Regions from separate parts of the Sus scrofa genome. Here region 2 is linked to region 1. The links are chromatin contacts, called in public Hi-C maps. All regions are on one chromosome and are shown on one strand. The core of a region is the stretch at or near the end of the contact, and the rest is flanking DNA. Distances in the headings are between cores, read along the strand shown. Region 1 has its middle 16 kb from the start of XPA. Region 2 has its middle 48 kb from the start of FOXE1.

The links. A called contact is a pair of places that touch in the nucleus more often than the background predicts.
Region 2: a contact with region 1 is called in a Hi-C map of embryonic fibroblasts, with 2.6 times the contacts expected there. The contact joins two enhancer-like sites. A contact is called at or near these places in 4 of 47 Hi-C or Micro-C datasets (embryonic fibroblasts, liver and mesenchymal stem cells) and 1 of 2 datasets of contacts at active chromatin or transcription factors (alveolar macrophages).

What each region holds. Positions count from the first base shown.
Region 1 is chr1:239,581,264-239,587,023 of Sscrofa11.1, reverse strand. No RefSeq gene overlaps it. Among named protein-coding and RNA genes, the nearest start is that of XPA, 16 kb to the right of the region's middle. Within about 2 kb of position 2,158, at least 16 of the 83 cell types and tissues checked have an H3K27ac peak or open chromatin away from gene starts, as enhancers often do. A contact at or near this core is called in alveolar macrophages and embryonic fibroblasts, where this site is marked.
Region 2 is chr1:239,677,342-239,683,101 of Sscrofa11.1, reverse strand. No RefSeq gene overlaps it. Among named protein-coding and RNA genes, the nearest start is that of FOXE1, 48 kb to the left of the region's middle. Within about 2 kb of position 2,656, at least 68 of the 83 cell types and tissues checked have an H3K27ac peak or open chromatin away from gene starts, as enhancers often do. A contact at or near this core is called in alveolar macrophages and embryonic fibroblasts, where this site is marked.

The sequences.
Region 1 (5,760 bases), core at 909-3,408:
GCTCCGATTCAACCCCTAGCCTGGGAACCTCCATATGCCGCGGGAGCGGCCCAAGAAATAGCAACAATAACAACAACAACAACAACAAAAAGACAAAAGAAAAAAAAGAATATTTAATTTACCAAGAGTTTAAGCTGTAAAGTAACAGCATACCTTCTAGCTGATGTTGTTCATATTGCCACCAACCTGGGAGAAAGGGGAAAGCAAAACTCGGTGTTGAGGGAAGGTCATTTATCTTGATTTTCTCCATAACATAGCGGGAGAATTCACCTGTCCCTCCTAACCTTGGTTCTTTTACTTAAGTCTGAATGAGGGAAGGGATGGTCTTAGGACCTGAGGTTGGAGGAACTTCCCGGGGGACCCAAGTGGACTTAGCTATGGGGAGGAAGATGCTACCTCACTGCCATTCAGCATCATTGTCTAATCAGCCCTGCACGTCTCTGTATTCTATAAGGAACCTCTTAATTACTCCTGGGCCCCAAATAATTGAAACATCAATGTCTCTTGGAAGGCAGAATCTCACCTTAAATTGTTTTCTTTGATTATACATTTGTCAAATATAAAGATAAATGCTAATGCTCTTGCTATAATGTTAAATCAGTAAATAAGAGATAATATTGCCATGTAGTATCTCAACTATATAAAAACTATATATGCACAGATGAAAATGTTAATCATAGTTGTAGCTGAGAGAATAGAAAATGGGCTTTTTTCTGCCTTTCTCTATTTTCTAAAAATTTTAAAATGCTCATTGGTTATTTATTTAATTTATTTATTTATTGGCCTTTTTAGGGCTGCACCCGTGGCATGTGGAAGTTCCCAGGCTAGGGGTCTAATTGGAGCTGTAGCTGCTGGCCTACACACAGCCACAGCAACGCCAGATCCTTAACCCACTGAGCAAGGCCAGGGATCAAACCCGCAACCTCGTGGTTCCTAGTTGGATTCATTAACCACTGTGCCACGACGGGAACTCCTCATCAGTTATTCTTAAAATAAAAAAAATATTTCATTCAGATATGTTTTACTACCCCAAAGGGAAAATCCACTTATATATTTTCATGAAAATTACCTACACAACTTCAATAAAAACTAATGATAGAATCCTGAAAATTTTGAAAGTAAGATATTTTATGAATATTAGATTGAGATACCTAGTCTGAGTCACTGAGTAAGTACAATACAGGTGAAAGTATATTAAAATAAATTTCTTGCACAATAAAAATAGCTGCATGATCAAAAATACCTTGTTTCTGAAAATTGTAGACCTATAACAGGGAACATTTGATACATTTAAGAGCATAGCACAAATGTGAAAGAACTGAGGCAGCCTTTTGGGGTTTGTTTTAATAGAATTTCACCTATATTTAGGTTCCAAAATCAATGAGCTTGTTCAGAGTCATAAATTGGAGTTGATGGAGGAATTTATGTTTAAGCACATGTAATAGAAATGTATGTTCCATAGCAGCAAGTGTTATGCAAAGTTAGGTTCCTTGGAACTGTTATTGGGCAAGAAATCTTGGATGTCACCTGAGGAAAGGGTTTAGCAGTTAGAGACGCTAAGTAAACCCCAGGGTACAGGACTCAATAGGCTTCACCGTTGCGCAACTTCTTGGAGCCTTAAATATACTGATTTTCATTGTAAATCTCCAAGAGGGGTGTGCAATATGTGACATTTGCTCAAAGCATTTGACCAGAAAATCTTTTTTCCCTCCACAAAGGACACTTCACATCAGGATATGCAATGTTACAGGCATGCAGAAACTTTATCTTTTCAACTTTTATTTTGTGAGCCCACGAAGCAGAGTTCATCTCTGTCTGTTGTCACAAAAGGGGTATTTTATGCATTTAAAGCACAGATAGAGATCACAACAAACCATTTAATGAGTCATGTCACATGGAACCAAAGCCCAGTTCCCACTGTCAGGTCGAGTCTCATTCTGTCGTTCCCTTGCAGAAACTGGGCTCTGATGAGACACCAGAAGACCAGAAGGGACTTGTGAGCTTCATCACACGTCCCATGCTTTGACCTCCTTTATAAAATGGCTTAGCAATGGCATGCAATTCTGAGACTCACCCTTCCCATCCCCCACTACATAGACGCACACCCTTTGCTGGCATGCGAAGCGTGCATAGAAAGGGGAAGAAAAACCCAAACCACAAAACCCCACATTCCTTTTGAGGGTTGTATGTGTACACGCCCTGGACCTTTGACCCTCTTTCCCTGCTGAACAGGGGTTTTCGAGGCTTTGAGTCTGTAGTCTTGGACTGTTCAGATGTAGCTTTATCAGGTTCCAGTCACAAGGCTTCAGCCTTTCCCCTCTTGGGGGCTTAGTTTCTGCATCTGTAAATTGGGGCTAATGAGCCTGGGTCCCACATAACCTCTCAGGATTGTAGTAAGGATAAAACAGAATAAAAATGTTATGAAAAGTTGGAATTGTGGGGCTTTGTTATACCATTATAAGCAGAAATAGTCCACTTCCTGAGGTGGTGGGTAGAGTGGGAAAAAACAGAGGACAGGCTGGAAAGACTAGTGACTAATGACTAATCTTTGTCTTCTTAACAATCACAGGGCTTCCATTCATTCTAAGGACAATGAAAGCAGGAAAAGACAGGACACATGAAATAAAGTGTGTCTAGAGCACCATCCATAGCCTTTTTGCTCCAATTCTGATAAAATGTTTATACCACTGAAAAATGCATTTAAATGAGTGCTTTTTTTGGTTTTGTTTTTTGGCTACCCCTTGACATGTGGAGTTCCTGGGCCAGGGATCAGATCTCAGCTTCAGTGGAGACCCACACTGCAGGTGCAATGCAGGAGCCCTACTGTGCCGGGTTGGGGTGGAACCTGAATTCCAGAGCTCTAGAGATCCTGCTGATAGGGATACCATTGCACCACTGCGGGAACCTCAGATGAGCACTTCCTTTAAAAATAATTTGCTGGAAAGAAAAAAAGGCATTTGGTTAGAAGTATCATAAAAACTGAAGAAATGAGAAAAGATTCCAATAACAATTCATCACACTTCTGAATCTGGGAAAAGTTGCCATCAATTATGAGGCAGACAGAATGCAGCTTGGATTGGATCTGGCATTGCTGTGGCCGTGCTGTAGGCTGGCAGCTGCAGCTTCGATTTGACCCCTAGCCTGGGAACTTCCATATGCTGTGGGTGCTACTGTAGAAAGGGAAAAAAGAAGTCTATCAAAATGGCAGAAAGAATAGGAAGCCCTAGCATCGCATAATGTAGATTCCAAGTGTTTAGTTTCCAATTTCAAAATGGAAAAACAGAAGTACTAAATATAAATATATACATTTCTATAAATTTGGAATGGTGAAAGCCTTTCTAAGAATGACTCAAAGACAGAAACTGTAAAGAAAAACATTATTTTTTCGAGGTAAAATGAAAAGTTTTTATTTATTAAAAACTATAAATATCTTATACATGGCCAATGAGATTTTTAAATGAGGTAGCCCTTTGGAAGACACTCTGACGGTTCCTCAAAATGTTGAACATAGGGTTACTATATAACCCAGAAATTCCACTCCTAGGTGTATATCCAAGGTAAATGAAAACATATATCTGCACAAAAACTTGTGACACGAATGGTCATAGCAACATTACCCATAATAGCTAAAAAGCGGAGATAACCCACATGGGTACCAACTGATAAATGGATTAAAAAATCTGGTATGCCATACCATCCAATGGAATATTATTCTACCATTAAAAGGAATGAAGTACTGATCCCTACTACAAATGGATAAGCCTGAAAATATGCTGGTGTATATACTGAAAGCCACCAAATTGTATACGTTAAAAGTGTGACTTTTATGGTATATGAATTTTTGCTCCATAAAGCAGTTATTTAAAAAATGTAAATAGTTATCATTAAAAAAACAAGGCAAAGCTAATGGCAAATGAAAAAAATTGTAACATTTCACAGAGATGAGAAATATCTGTAGTACACGAGGAGTGCTTATATAAAAATTTGAAAATAAATAGGCCATTAAAAATTGGCAAAAGCTAAGGTAAGAATTTCATAGGAAAAGCAGCGTAAAAGGCCAATAAACATGTTCATGTTTATGCTCATTTTGAAGTTTTGACGTTACCGTGATTATTAAACCAGCTGCTAGATGTTATCATTTAGCATGTTAATAATAGAGCTCCTATTTTACTATGTCGTATTCTGAGAAGGGTTCTTGAAGCTTTATCAGAGCACCAGTGCATCTTTGGCCCCCAAAAAAGTTAGGAAACCTTAAACTACAGAAAGGAGGTAAAATAAGGTATGTCATGTCCATATAATGAAATGCGATGTAGCCATTAAAATTGATTTTGTAGGTGAGGATATAGAGCAATTGAAACCTTCATATACTGCAGGAGAGTGTAAGTTAGTGCAACCATTTTGGAGACTGTTTTTTTTTTTCTGCTGATGCTGAACATATACATACTTGTGCCCTAGCAGTGGCACACCTAAGCACATATGCAACAGAAATGTATAGGTATGTTGTGAGCCACACGGGAAGTCCTAAAAATGTATAGGTATGTTCACCAAAAGATGTCTAAAGAATGTTCATAGCAGCTATTCCAGCCAAAACCTGCAGACAACCCCCATGTCCATCACAGCAGAATGGATAAATAAATTGTGATGTGTTTATCCAGAAAAATACTATATGGCAGTAAGTATGAATGATCTGTGACTATTGGCAGTGACATGAATTAATCTCATTCATATACTGATGAGTGAAAGAATACAGATGTAAGAATAAATACTGTGTCATTCTATTATTGGTATATAAGTACTGTATAAAGTTTAAAAAACACAGGCAAAGCGCATTAGAAATTAGAAGTCAGGACAGTGGCTTCTTTTGCAGGAGAGGAGACAGAAACTAGGAGAGGGTCCAAAAGGTTTTTTGGAATATAGGTAATGATTTATTATTTTATATTTGTACCAGATATAAAATAGATTCAATTTGTGAAAAGACTTTGAACTTTACACGTATAGTTTTTGCATGTTTTGGTTCTTATGTTCTACTTCAGTCGAAAGCCTGCTTTAAAAGAATATTGTGGCAAATTTTAATAACGTGGAAAGATAATCATGTTGTCATATTAAAAATGCACATTGAAGGAGGTCTCTGGTGGCCTAGCAGTTAAGGATCTGATGTTGTCTCTGCTGTGGCTCAGGTTCAATCCCTGGCCCAGGGCATTTCTGCATGCGGTGGGGGCAGCTAAAAAAAAAGAAAAAGAAAAAAAAATACAGACTGATGATCCTTTTTTTGTTTTTGTTTTTTTAAAAAAAGATCATCACACATACATGCTTATAAATGCATGACATACCTTCAGGAGAATATACAAGTAAATAATGGGAGTAATTGCTTCTAGAGAGGGGGACTGGCAAAGAGATTTACTTTTCACTTTATGCCTTTTTTTTACCTTTTGAAGTTTTAATTATGTACCTATATGGCCAACTCAATACATATATAAGTTAATGATAATGCAGATTACAAGCGTGTATGTATTTACCTTTGGGGGATGGGATTATGGACGATTTTTCTTTATTTTTTAGCATAACTGTATTTTCTCAGTTTTCTAATGTGAATAAGTATGTCTTTGATCACAAGAAGTCATTAACCTTGTTTTTCCCATTCAGTTTTCATTAATATTATTAAAATATAATTGGCATACAATCAAATGCACTGGTTTTAAGTGTACACTTCAGAGCTTTACAAGGTACACTGATGTCATCACCACTCAAGCAAGACAGCGT
Region 2 (5,760 bases), core at 1,407-3,906, 96 kb before region 1:
AAGAATCCACCATAAGGGCTCATGTAGTTCCACTTTAAGAGCAAATAGGAAGGGTTCCTGAGTTAGTGTCTGAGGGAGCAAGAGAAGCTATGCAAAGGAAGTGTCTAGATGGAGATCTGTAGGACAAGCAAGAAAGAATCAAACAAAGTGGGAATGTAAGTGTTCCCAACAGAGGGAACAGCATGTGACAAGGCCCAAAGGCATGGCATTCTGAGAAGAGAAATAAATTCTATGGTTAGAGTTTGGAGAGCAGGCAAGTGACATGTGGAGTGACATAAGATTTGGATTTTTTTGAGAGTTCCCATTGTGGCTCAGAGGAAACAAACCTGACTAGTATCCATGAGGATACAGGTTTGATCCCTGGCCTCACCGGTGGGTTAAGGATCCAGAATTCCTTGAGTTATGGTGTAAGCTGGCAGCTGCAGCTCCGATTTGACCCTAGCCTGGGAACTTCCATATGCACCTGAGGCCTAAAAAAAAGATTTGTATTTTAGGAAGGTCATTTTGGCTTCAGGTAGAGAATTGAATTGGGGCAATAATGGAGACAGTGACAGTTAGGAAGCTATTCTCCCAAGTAAGTAATACAGCAGTGGCCAAAGCTGGGATAGTGACAGTGGGGATTGAAAATAGACTGAAGGGACATAAAAAAGAGGAGTTCCCGTCGTAGCTCAGTGGTTAGCGAATCCGACTAGGAACCATGAGGTTGCAGGTTTGATCCCTGGCTTTGCTCTGTGGGTCAAGGATCCGGCATTGCCGAGAGCTGTGGTGTAGGTCACAGACGTGGCTCGGATCCCGAGTTGCTGTGGCTCTGGTGTAGGCCAGCAGCTACAGCTCTGATTCAACCCCTAGCCTGGGAACCTACACATGCAGTGGCAGCAGCCCAAGAAATGGCAAAAAAAAAAAAAAAAAAAAGACAAAATAAAATAAAAGAGGTAGTAAGTAGAGTTCATAGAAGAAGGATGGGAGATAAGGAAGCTATAAGGATGGCCCTCAGGTTTCAGAGAGGTCGCAAGAAAACCTGTGGTGCCTGATGTATGCCTAGGGAACAGAGTTTTTCAAGGACAGTGGTTGTCAGAGTTTGCTATAGGTATGTCCCTCACACCCTCTCAAGGGTCAGTTCATGTGGATCTTCATCACGCCATTTTGCAAGAGGAAACTGAAAACCAGGGTAGGCAAACTCCCCAAGGTCACCCAGTAAGTCAGTGGCAGACAAAAACTCGAACCCAGGTCTGGATAGGCCATCTGTGGCCCAGGCGGAGAGGCTAGCGCATATAATTCTAGCGTGAGCTCAATAGGTGATGAGAAAAAATTAATGGCCACCACTCACTGAATACCCAGTATGTGCCTGGCACTGCTCTAGGCCTCACCTATATTATTTCTAATCCTCACAATCATCACAAAGACGGGTACTGATTTTACTCCTAGCGCACAGAGGAGCCTGGGGCCCAGAAGGAAAGTGACTTGTCTGAGATCACACACCGTGAGGGGTGGCAGGGCCTGGTTGGGAACCGTGGTCATCTCCATCCCCAATCCTGCGGCTCTTTCCCCAAGAGCGGGAACACCTGGAGGCACCCCGGGACCCCCGCCCGCCCCTCGCCCCCGCGCACATGCCTGCCCGCTGAGGCGTGAGAGCCGCTGCCCGGGGCCCTCCCTCCCGCGCTCCTTGCACAACCGACCGGGATAAGTGCTGCGTCTCTGGGCAATTATCGCCCTCCTGCTGCCGCCGTCGCTGCCGGCGGCGGCGGCGGGGCTGCCTGGGCAGAAGGCCAAAGGCCAAGGGACTCGCAGCCACCCAAGGAGAAAGGTACCCGCCCGTGGGGCCAGCCACTAGCTCCGCACGCGATTTCACAACTATGGGCCACCGGGACCGGAAGGCGGGGAGGCGGCGCGGCGCGATGACGTCACGCGCGGCAGCCCAGAACCTAAGGATTCTGCTCCCGCACCCCCAATATGGGGGCGGGGGTGGTGAAAGCCAGGAGGGGCCAGGGGTGCGCTGCCAGGTAGTCTCCTGAAAGGCATTCTTTTCCTCCTCTTCATCTCTATTTCATCCCTGTATTCCTTTTTTCCTCTCTTTTCCCTTCTGTCCCTCTCATTCTTCTCTTTCCCTTCCTTTACCTCTTCCCCTCTCCCTTCTTCCTTACTTCCTTCTACCTCCTTCCTTACTCTCTCTTCTCCTTCCCCCCCTCCTTTTTTTCTCCTTGCTTCTCTTTCCTCCCGTTCTCATTTCTTCACTTAATTTCTAATTTCTATTTTTAACTGTGGTAAAAAGCACATAAATGACATTTACCATACTAGCCATTTTTAAGTGTACAGTCAGTAGTCGTAAGTACATTCACGTTGTTGTGCAACCAATCTCCAGAACCATTTCATCTTGCAAAACTGAAACTCTATACCCGTTGAATAACAACTTCTCATTTCCCGCTCCCCCCAGTTCCTGGTAGTCACATTCTACTTTCTTTTTATTCACCTCTTCCTTTTGCCTTTTTGAGCCCTCCTTTCTTTTCCTTTATGTCTCCCTTTTCTTCCCTTCGCTCTTTGAGCCTTTCTCTTCTTAAACACCTAATGGCCCTGTTGCACCCTTGCCAGCCCTCCACAGCCTCTTGCCAGGGGCTGGGCCAAGAGGCCTGTCAGTGAGGCTGTTAGAGGGCTGGTGAATCATCATTCCTCCCTCATGTGTCAGGGCCAGTGGGCGGCCCCTGGAAACCTCACCTGGCTTTTTGATGGTAGGCAAACATGTCCAGCAAGGAACTTTTGCCAAGAAGAGTTAATTAGAGAGAGGCCCTAAGTCCAGGGTCAGGCTGGGAGCCCCTCTCTCCTCTGGGCTGTCCCCAACCCAGGGGCTCCCCTTCTAGATGGTGCAAGGCAGCCACAATGATGATGGTGATAGTAGTGATAAGTTGGCCTGACACAAAACTTTACAGTTTACAAAGCAATTCCACAGACATGATCTCATTCTTGTTCTCACAACAACCCTGGGAGGTAAGCCTTAACTATTCCCTTTTTACAGGTGAGGAAACTGAGCCTGGGAAAGGTGAAGGGATTTGGCTCTGGCCATAGAGCTGGTAAGTGGGAGAGTTGGCAAGGTGGGGACCCAGATTTGTATCACAAAAACAGAAAAAAGAGGACTAGGTCAGAGTTGAAAATATCTTTAAAAAATGCATTAATCCTTCTTCTGTTTTCACGTAGCATCTTTAGACCTCTTGAGCATAGGTCCCACCTGATAGAGGCCTAAGGGGAAGCTACTGTATGGGTGAGTGGTGGAGGTATTTGATGGCATAAGGGGCAGCTGCTTTATGGGTGAGTGGTGGAAGTGTTTGAAGGCAGGCATAGCAAGTGTAAAAGAGTTGATTTCTAGGTAGCTAAGAGGCTTTTAAAAGTTGCCACCCAGCTATCCCTGGGTTATCTGGGATTGTGGCTCTCCATTCAGGAAACATATTGAGAGAATAGAGGACTTCTAAGTGTGGATCAAGTTGTACCTTTCCTGGATAGAACTTCTGGCTCATGGACAGTTCATATTCTTTGAGTACATTCTATTTCAATTCTTTTGCCATTTGCTGATGTGGAAATAATTGTATGTCATGGGTAATTGTGGTAGATTATTAATGTTCATTAATATCCACTTCTCCCTTTGGTCCTGCAATCCCCAGTCCCCTTGAGGCAAAACATGGTCATGTGACGTTTTTAGCCAGTGTGATTAGAAGTGATGTTCATCACCTGTGGGCTGAAGCACTGAGTTACAGCTGCCTGATGCTTTAGTTCTCAGTTCCTTGGATGCATTGACTAAGGAGGCTACATTCCAGGATGTTGGAGCTTTATTTGCCTGAACATACACTTTATTTATTTATTTATTTATTTTAAAATTACTCAAATGAATTTATCACATCTGTAGTTGCATAATGATCATAACAATCCGATTTCACAGGATTTCCATCCCACAGCCCAAGCACATCTCCTCACCCCCCAACTGTCTCCCATAAGTTTTTCAATGTCTGTGAGTCAGCATCTGTTCTGCAAAGAAGTTCCGTCTGTCCTTTTTTCAGATTCCACTTGTCAGTGAAAGCATTTGATGTTGGTGTCTCATTGTATGGCTGACTTCACTTAGCATGATAATTTCTAGGTCCATCCATGTTGCTAAAAATGCCAGTATTTCGTTGTTTTTAATGGCTGAGTAATATTCCACTGTGTATATGTACCACATCTTCTTGATCCACTCCTCTGTCAATGGACATTTAGGTTGTTTCCATGTTTTGGCTATTGTAAATAGTGCTGCAATGAACATTGGAGTACATGTGTCTTTGCGAGTCGTGGTTTTCTCTGGGTAGATGCCCAGGAGTGGGATTGCTGGATCAAATGGTAGTTCTATGTTTAGTTTTCTGAGGCATCTCCATACTGCTTTCCACAGTGGTTGCACCAATTTACAATCCCACCAACAGTGTACTAGGGTTCCTTTTTCTCCACACCCTCTCCAGCACTTATTGTTTGTAGACTTTTTGATGATGGCCATTCTGGCTGGTGTAAGGTGATACCTCAGAGTGGTTTTGATGTGCATTTCTCTAATAATGAGTGATGTTGAACATCTTTTCATGTGTTTTTTGGCCATCTGTGTGTCTTCTTTGGAGAACTGTGTAGATCTTCTGCCCATTTTTTGATGGGGTTTTTTGTTTTTTTAGTATGGAGTTGCAGAAGGTGTTTATAAATTTTGGGGATTAATCCCTTGTCCATCGATTCACTTACAAAGATTTTCTCCCATTCTGTGGGTTGTCTTTTCATATTGTTAGGGTTTCCTTTGCTGTGCAGAAACTTTGAAGTTTGATTAGGTCCCATTTGTTTATTTTTCTTTTTATTGTCAAAAAGATGTTGCTGTCATTTATGTCAGAGAGTGTTTGGCCTATGTTTTCCTCTAGGAGTTTGATAGTGTCTGGTCTTATAGCTAGGTCTTTAATCCATTTGGAGTTTATTTTTGTGTATGGTGTTAGGGAGTGTTCTCATTTCATTCTTGTACATGCAGCTGTCCAGTTTTCCCAGCACCACTTATTGACCAAGCTGTCCTTTCTCCACTGTATATTCTTGCTTCCTTTGTCATAGATGAGTTGGCTGTTGGTGCGTGGGTTGAATTCTGGGCTTTCTATCCTGTTCCACTGATCTATATTTCTGTCTTTGTGCCAGTACAATATGGTTTTGATGATTGTTGCTTTGTAGTATAGTCTGAAGTCTGGGAGCCTGATTCCTCCAGCTCCATTTTTCTTTTTCGGAATGTCTTTGGCTATTCTGGGTCTTTTGTGCTTCCAAGCAAACTTTAAAATATTTTGTTCAAGTTCTGTGAAAAATGTCCTTGGTAATTTGATAGGGATTGCATTGAATCTGTAGATTGCTTTAGGTAGTATAGTCATTTTGATAATATTAACTCTTCCAATCCACGAGCATGGTATATTTTTCCATCTATTTGTGTCATCTTTGATTTCTTTCATCAGTGTCTTATAGTTTTCAGAGTACAGGTCTTTTGTTTCTTTAGGTAGGTTTACTCCTAGGTATTTTATTCTTTTGGTTGTGATGGTAAATGGGATTGCTTCCCTAATTTATTTTCCTGCTCTTTCATTGTTAGTGTATAGAAATGCTGTTGATTTCTGCGTATTAATTTTGTATCCTGTGACTTTGCCAAATTCGTGGATGAGCTCTAACAGTTTTCTGGTAGAGTCTTTAGGATTCTCTAGGTATAGTATCATGTCATCTGCATATAGTGATAGTTTTACTTCTTCCTTT